Regions from separate parts of the Dromaius novaehollandiae genome. Here region 1 is linked to region 2. A link is a contact called in public Hi-C data. All regions are on one chromosome and are shown on one strand. The core of a region is the stretch at or near the end of the contact, and the rest is flanking DNA. Distances in the headings are between cores, read along the strand shown.

What was found. A called contact is a pair of places that touch in the nucleus more often than the background predicts.
Region 1: a contact with region 2 is called in a Hi-C map of liver, with 5 times the contacts expected there. The contact joins the promoter of KCNA4 here to the enhancer-like site in region 2. A contact is called at or near these places in 2 of 4 Hi-C or Micro-C datasets (brain and liver).

The regions. Positions count from the first base shown.
Region 1 is chr5:56,719,605-56,723,947 of bDroNov1.hap1, forward strand. KCNA4 (potassium voltage-gated channel subfamily A member 4) reads right to left here and starts at 1,727. Exons shown (of 4, transcript XR_010389456.1): 1 at 1,057-1,727. LOC135328661 (a long non-coding RNA gene) reads right to left here. Exons shown (of 3, transcript XR_010389621.1): 3 at 3,606-3,674.
Region 2 is chr5:56,509,930-56,514,221 of bDroNov1.hap1, forward strand. All of the region lies in intron 2 of KCNA4 (potassium voltage-gated channel subfamily A member 4), which reads right to left. Among named protein-coding and RNA genes, the nearest start is that of KCNA4, 210 kb to the right of the region's middle. Within about 2 kb of position 1,527, at least 1 of the 2 cell types and tissues checked has open chromatin away from gene starts, as enhancers often do.

The DNA.
Region 1 (4,343 bases), core at 477-2,976, 210 kb after region 2:
AATTCCAGCTGTCACTCTATTTACACAGTGAGGAGGTCTTTGCAAATCCTTTCTTCAGCCTGTCAACAACGTCTCAAACCTGGGAGCGGCACCCAGGACGTCCGCAGCAGTGGTAAGAGAAGGAGGAGGAAGAGGAGAAGGAGGAGGAGGAGGAGATGAAGACTGAGAAACTGGCTCTGAGGTCCCCATAGGGCATAAGGGAGTGGATGGGTCACCTTTTGGTTATGGTCATGCAGAAGAAGCACTTAACCTGAGGCACATGCACAAACACACAAAAATAAACAAAACAAGAAGGGAAAAAGATTGGATTGTTTTTCTAAAAGGTCACACTGATCAAATGAAATTGTGTCATTTATTGCCACAGTATTCAAACCTTCCCCTACCCACACTATTCACACTTCTACATTACACACACACCCACATCACATGCACAGAGATTTTGAACGACTCTGTGGGTAAGGATGTGGGTGGGTATGTCACATATATAGAGAGATATAAAATCCCCACCCATATAAGCACTTGCATCCACACACAAACACATGCATGCTTCTGAGACAGTAACACATATAAACACTAATAAAAATACTGCAATACACAATGCATTCAAATTGAGTACATACATATACAGAAACCTACATATATCTATATAAAATATTACAAGAAGAAACATATCTACACAAAGAGCTTTTGGAGTATCTCTAGAAACATGTAAGAGGCAAGAATGTTATGTTTTAATTTATAACTGAATTGTGTTTCAATTATAATATCTTACTGAATTTAATTTGAAAATGGGCACATAAAATTCTCAGTCAAGTAAAAATACTGTGATATGGTGTGTCAAGGAAACACAACTGCAGGTGCAGTGAAGCAACATCTACATGCAAGCACATACACAAAAAAATACACACACCCCTTTGAAACAGAACCCTCATTTACAGCTGTAGCTATTAATACATGACAGAAGGTGAATACAGACTGTTAAATGACATTGCTATTTTTAAAATTGTACCTACATGTCATGCATAAAAAGATCTTAAAAAATGCTATTATACTTACTGTTCCTAGGCAGAGAAATAGCAGTGCTGTTCTTGCTAGTGTAAGGATCTGGAGACAGCAGTCCTGAGGAGGGGGCTGTGCCAACCGATCTACGTTTTCAGGTGTGTAAGGTCAGTCAGCACCACAGGTTGATGAGTTATTTTTCTCCCTTCTTGCCAGTTGCAACAAGAGTGCCAAGAGCAAGGCAGCAAAGCAGCCTGAGCTGGGAGCACTCTGCACTGCCACGGACACTGCTTCTCGCCCAGGCATTTGCAAAAAGGCAAGAGTCTTGTTCCAAAACGAAAAAAATGAAGGAGGCGAGTGTGTTTGTGAGAGAGAGACACAGAATGAATGGGTGAGCGTGATCGCCAGTCTTTCCAAGCCCAGCTTTTTCTGTAGGTTTGTAAATCACCATTAAATAATCCGCGTACCAAACCTGATGGTAGGACAGGTGTCGCTTCTTGCAGTTTCTCCCTCCGGCACGTCCAGGCAGCAGTGGCTCAGGCAGCAGCGGCTCGCATCCTCCACTTGTTGTGCCGTTGGTTGGCACCGCTTAAAAAAACAAACAAACAAACACCCCGCACCAGGAAAAAAGAGGAGAAAGCAGCTCTCTGCTACAAGGCTTCCACTGCCTGCTGGTCACAGCCGCAGCCGGCAGCCGCGCTGCCGGGCGCCCCCGCAGCGAGCCCTGTTGCTCCGCGGAGCCGCCGCCCGCGGTGCCCGCGCGCCGCCAGGAGGCCGCCGGGCCGCGGCCGCTGCGCTGCTCCCTGCCTTGGCCAGCGCGGCGCAGCCCAGCCCAGCCCAGCCCAGCCCAGCCCAGCCCAGCTCGCCGTCGGCCCCTCGCGGCCGCCGGCCCGCACTGCTCGCCGCTCCCCGGCCGCCCTCGCCCCCTCTCTTTTGTGTCAATCTATAAATTACTGAAAGAAGCGTTCCCACACTGAATAATGCATACGCTGGCCAACAAAACTTTAGGCTCAAGGCAATGCTACAAGCCCCGTCTTCTGTTTTGTTTTGTTTTGTTTTTAGGAAGAAAAATATGCTGTCGAGGTGGCTCAGGGAATTTCAAAATGAAGCAGAGAAAAAAAGTTTCCCAGAACAAGGGAAAATCTGGCCCCACCTCGGCCCTGCTGACTTGTTGGCCCCAAACCCTCAAATGGGTTTGGTCCAAACCAGCGAACAGTTCCCATTGTTCCTGTCCTCCATCACACCCTGCTAGCAGCGCCCTGCCAGATGCAAGGGTCTTGCAAATGAAGCCCATTTTACTTCCACGCTTACATCTATTTCAGCATGGAAAAGTTGGTCCCATTTCACAAAAAAAAAAAAAAAAAAAAAAAGTGTATTTGGTAGATGAGACCTATGAAAACAGTCTTAACATCTCTGCCAACGATGTCAAAATTTTGCTCCCTCTGCCCCAGTCTGTAGCACAAGCAGTGAATAAACTGGCTATTCCTTTTGCACATGTAAAATCCAAACTGTGACCAATTCCTCTCTGTAAGTAAGCCCCATGAAAATGCAGCTTGGCTATATTTGACATCACAGCTACAATCCTGCCACATCAATAAAAAAACGATGTGTAGGCACTTCTACTTCACATGGAAAAAGACAAGACAGATTTTGGTGCTTTATAGCCCAATACATCGGGTCATAGCAAGGGCAAATCAAGAGCAGCACTCACTCCAAACACTCGTCTCAAGGTGTAACAGCTGGAGGCAGATTTGACACATGCAGAAAGTGCATCAGGCTTTTTTTTTTTTTTTTTTTTTTTTTTTTTTTACCACCAAGGTCCACTCCTTCTACACAGTCCAAAAGAATCTAGAGAATCTGGTGACTATTTCCCTTCAGAGCCCCAGTGGTATAACACATATTAGCCATGTTATCTTTCTGTCTCTACTGCCTACAATGATTAGTGTCCATACTATTAATCCCATTAATTTCAGTCAGCTGCCATATGGCTATGTAAGGGAGAGGTAATGATCAACCAAATAAACATACTGAATGCCAGGCATCAAATGAGTTCACAACGGTCTTGCCAAAAGTACTGGAAATGTGTAAATGGCAGCTATTGCTAACCAATTTTCCTTCAAATTCTACAGTCAATATATAGTGAAAAATATATAGGTATTCCTAACGTCATCCCAAATTCCATTAAACTACAAAGTGAGGTCACAAGAACACTCCAAAATGTCAATGCTACTGGAGGCAAGGTAAAAACATTCTACTAATTCATTTCCAATACCAAAACCCAGATTCTTCTGCAACCCGCCACAAAAGTATACCAAAGTCATAGATCAAACACCTATCATTGTTTAGTCAGACGGACACGTACGATGCCATAAAAATAGGTATCACAGGTACGATATGATTAGAAACACAGAATTCTTCCTACTTCATTAATATTTTAATTCTAGAGGCAAACATTTGGCAGAAGTCAGATGCTCTAGGAAGTTGTGTGTTTTATTTTATCAGTAGGACCTTTTTTTTTCCTTTTTGAGGTGTTTCAAGGGATTGGGACAAAAAAAAAAAAAAAAAAAAAAAAAAGGCGCTACTCTAGCTTTTACCTTTCTTCCAAAGTTTCAGATGCATTTGCTCATCATCTCACATGCCAATCTTAAACTGAAACAGTCAATGGATATCTGAGTCTGAGGAAAGACAAGAGTAGAAACAGATCAATCACTTTCACTTTCCTATGCCTTTTTGATGATTATTTTTTTTTTAATGAGCAAAGAAGAAGAGGTGATATATAAAACAGGTGATGTACACAATTAATGGGAGTAGCAGAATAATTTTTCTGTAACATTTTAAAAAATCCCTTCTAATGTGTTAGGCATGATACAAATACATATGATACAATCAAATTCACAGGTCTTATTTGATCCAATTTTTTAAACTGATTTAAAAGCAAGAGACAAACTTTAAGTATTTACAGATGAATCCTGTGAATCATTTCATTCAGGTTTATATTTTCACAGTATTCAAAGAGCAATTTTTATCTAAAAGATACTATATTCCCTTTGCTCCTTCATATTCATAAGGGATACTATTATTGGCAGAACAAAGAATATGTATGTCATTATCTTCGATAGTACCATTGTATTAAGAATATTACAGCATAGCAAAGGATCTGTAAGGTATGCTATTATACTGATTTGTTCTGTTCTGCAGTAATGCGGAGGAGAAACATGCATCATTATTGTTTATCTGTGTATAGAGTGCCAGAAGAAATACATGACAATTTAATACATTTTCATGCACAGGGGACATGAAATTCAAAAAGCCTAACTTACGTTGCTACGCCCAATATTAATTTA
Region 2 (4,292 bases), core at 277-2,776:
GAGTAGGAAAAATGCTTTTGCCGTTATGGAATAGGCCTGTACTTGACAATGATAGACTTCAGCTTCTACTTCTGATACAGAAATTCTACAGCAAAGCAATTTCTCTGGCCACCATTTTACAAAAATATTTAGGAACCTCATGCTGTAACAGTAGAACCAAATAATATGTCTGAAGTCTTAATTACGAAGAAAAGAACAAAACCTCTGCCTTCAAAACTGATTTTTAAACTAGTCTTAAAGAGGACATTAATTCTCACACTTGATTTCTGCCTGCAGTCATCACAGGATGGTTAAGTGGGACTGAACTGAGCCACTTTAGCATGGATGATATCAAAGGAATTACCCGTTTCAGAGTGTTAGACATTCAGTAGAGAGTACACTTCTCTCTGTGTTGTCTGAAGCTAACATGCCTGCTTGCAAGAAGGTACAGGGAGTGAGAACAAATTGTCAGATGACAGGTCAGAAAGTATCCCTGACCAGAAAGTTGAAGGAGGTAAGGGAAAGGGAAAGATCTACTGCATTGCTTTTAATCTGTGTTTCATCAGTGCCTTTGGGTGACAGCGTTCAAATCTGACCTTGTCCCAGCTACTTGTGGCTGTTAAAGAACAAATACCTTCTCCCACACTCCACAGTGTCCTGAACAACAACCTTTAAAATAGCAGTTTTCACCATTCCAGGTGACACAGCTCCACTTTTCACAGGAGGGCTGAAAATACATCAGTAGGTGAAAGATGGAAGAAATGTGGAGTAGAGGTTGCAAAGCTGATACGGGTTTGGATCAGCTCTGGAACAATAAACTAAATACAGTGGGCTATAGTGATTTTGTATGGTGTTTCCATGTACTTATGTACATAATCCTTAGAAGGGAAAGAAGCAGTGCTCACTACAAACTCTTTACTGAAGTATCATTTGTGCTTGTTCATACTTAGTGAGGTTAAAAGACACTATAAAGAGCTGATCCTCATTGTACTTCTAACAGCTATGCTCAGGATTAAAAGAAGTGATAGTATTTTGAGATTACAGGAAACTACATTTTACAATGAGAGATTATGTCCCTTTTGCTTCAGCACCAAAACTGAAATAAAATAGAGCTATAAAGGCCCTATGTTATTCTCTCTCTCTTTTCAGTTTCTAGATCATCCTGTGCACCTAAACCTGATGGATTAACCCCACATGGTTGTATTTATTTGAAGAAAGATAGGGATGAAGAAACTACATATGCAGTAAGAGTTGGAAACATCCCATTAAAACCCTGCTTACTGTGTTGGTTATTTTTTTTTCCCCCCAGCATATGAAATAAGAAGAGATGATCATTTTGAAACACAAGAACTGCAGTTTCTGTTACAACAACATCTAACAAATTCTGGAGGCATACCCCTTGCTTGTATTCCATGTTAAGGTAACTACCTTACAGTTCTAATAGTTTAAATCATGAGAGAGTCTGCTCACTCTACCAAACAGTTAACAGTGCCTCTGCCTAGGCCTTTGAACAGCTATACAGGTTCAGGGCACTGAACTGCTTAAATGCTGTTTGATGTGCCTGTAAGTCATTTATATGCTTTCAAGGCAAGGGTCTAAAAATATGCTAGGATAAAACAAAACAGCCTTCTCTCTACCCCAAAAAAACCTCTCAAGCTATAAATGGCTGTGTGAAAAGGCTATAATATAAAACAAAGGTCTGTGGTTTATCTGGCACATACCTAGTTGCTTCTAGTATGCTGGGAGGTAGAAATAAAACAAATGTTTCTGTAACAAACAAAGGTTTCTATATCTGGATGGATTTTGAAGTTACATCTTGTTCATGTTATTTTTTCCCCCTTTCTCATTTTCATGATTAATACATTTCCCTTCTCTTTGAAGATGCTTCATTATTTTCTACTTTCATTAGTCATTCTTGCTGGGGTGACTACAATCCATGACTAGAACTCAAATTAGGCTAAAAATAATAAAATACAACAATAATTACAAGGAAATGAATTAACATTTACAGATTTTTCACTCTTCCTTTTTATGTGCCCTGTTATTTGGTCAATCTCAGCAAGTCCAAATGTACTGAGGTCAGTTCTGGAATATTTACTCACAAGAAAAACTAGATGAACAAGACTCTGGGAATATTCATTGTACCAGCTACCAGTTTTCTCGTCCAGAAAAATGAAATTACTGTAATCAGAAGCTTTATATGAATATCATTTTGCAGTAAGCATTTGTCTTTTGGGGGGGGGGGTTGTTTTTTGTAATGAACTGCATTGTAATGTTCACTCCGAATGCGTTAAACTTTCCATGAAATAAATGCATTTTTGTATCTATACTGAAGAGATTTAGCTGGATTTAATATCCAACATTAGGAATCTATCCTTGAATCCTTTCAAGGGCTAAGGATATATTCAACAGATCCAAAGCCTTGTCTAATAGGAAGGGTGCAACAATAGTGCAAATTTAGGCTAATATAGCTAAACTAGTGCAATGGTTAACATGTATTCTGGTAGTCTGGCCTATGAGTACCTTTCTACTTAACATTAAGTCAATCGGGATTGTATTCGAGCTAAGTGATAAAAGTATCCACAAAGATTTTGGGTTGTCAGAGGTAAGCCCTTAACACTAGAGAGCTCACTAATACATCCTGACTAAAGCAAATAGCAGAGATACATAGTCAATCCTCAAAGGTTGGTTGTTACTTGGACAGTACAGGTACTGTTTCTAAAATTGTTGTTCCACTACCATTTTCTATTACTTTGTTTATGGAAATATACAGCTATTCCTTTGTGAAATTAACTCTTAATTATGCTTATTCCAATTAAACACAGCTAAATTAATATGATAGCAGTGTGTCCCGCATCACTCAAATACAAACCATTATGTGCTGTATAACAGCAAAGATGGTGCTTATTCCATAGGAGAAACAACAGACAAAGAAAGATGAACATGCACAGCAAAACTAAATACTGAGAAAAATCTGTCCAACCTCATAGGAAATACTCTAAGCAGATGATGTACCAGCCACTTACAATTTCATATAGCACTCACAATAAAGGAAATACGAGGAGGAGAAAAATGAACTAGCTTGACTGAATATAACCCAGCATTTGTTCCCAAGTCACTGAGGTCCAGAGAACCGATGACAGATTGAGACCCCAGCCAACAAAGTAAAGGTAGCAGAGTAAGTTTCTTACTCATATTCTTTAGTGAGCATTTATAAAATCATTTTTTTCTGTGATAAGATTCAACTCCATGTAAAGTAAATGTCAAGACAGAAGGTGACAGCAGAAGACATGATTACTATTGAGTGAACTTCTAGAATGCCCTGGACATAAACTTGTCAATGCAACTACTATTTCTCCTTCAAGTAAAGGAAGAAGTCACGAGGAAAATACAAACAGTTTTGCTCATAAAAACAAATTTGGATCATAATAAAAGATTTTGAAGTTTGACATCTAGGAACAAGGATGAAAAATCCCATAGTAGGAATGCTGTAATATTAATATTGTCAAAAAATGAATTATTTTCACATAATAAAGCGCTAAACATTCTTTCACATATTTTTGTTTTGGTAAGACGCAAATTCACATCAAAGGTTTCTGTGTCCTTTTTAATTGCATGACACTTCAGGAAAAGGCATTCTTTGTTCTTTTTTATTTCTTTTTTATCTTTACATCTTCACTGAATTACCCTTTCTAATGACAGCAAATATTTCCCCCAATTTCAGGCCTTGATATGAGGGCAGTCACAGCCTTTCATAACCACCATGAATTATGTTTAATTAATGAAGGCAGTAAATAGGATAGCAATTGCATGTAAATGAAATAATCACTGTTATTTTTAAATGCCCAAAATAAAACATCTTAGAAGAGATCAGAAAACAACAATTTCCCTGTTTGAATAGTAGATCTATTTCTATTCCTATTTTTTACTATTCTGAATGTGTATGTGGTTTTATAATTAAAGTGCTCATCCAAGGCTGGACTCTTAATAACTTGTACACTGAAGCACATGGCTGGAAGACTGAAATAACACTGATAAGCCTGAGGAAATCAAATGAAATAAATGGCAGAAATAATCATATAGTTTGCATTTTGAGTCCTACACAGCAGTAGGATCAGGCACTCTTTTCTCCATTTTCGTCAAGGCAAATGCAATCACTATTTTCTGAAACTATCCTTAAAGCACAGATGATTTATCATCAGTGTTTTTTTCTAGGCTGTGTACTGCACCTGCACAGAAGAGACGGCATAATCTTTCTCTGCCCTGCAAAGTTTCTACAAGACCTTTTATAATTTATCTTTTGTATATCTTCG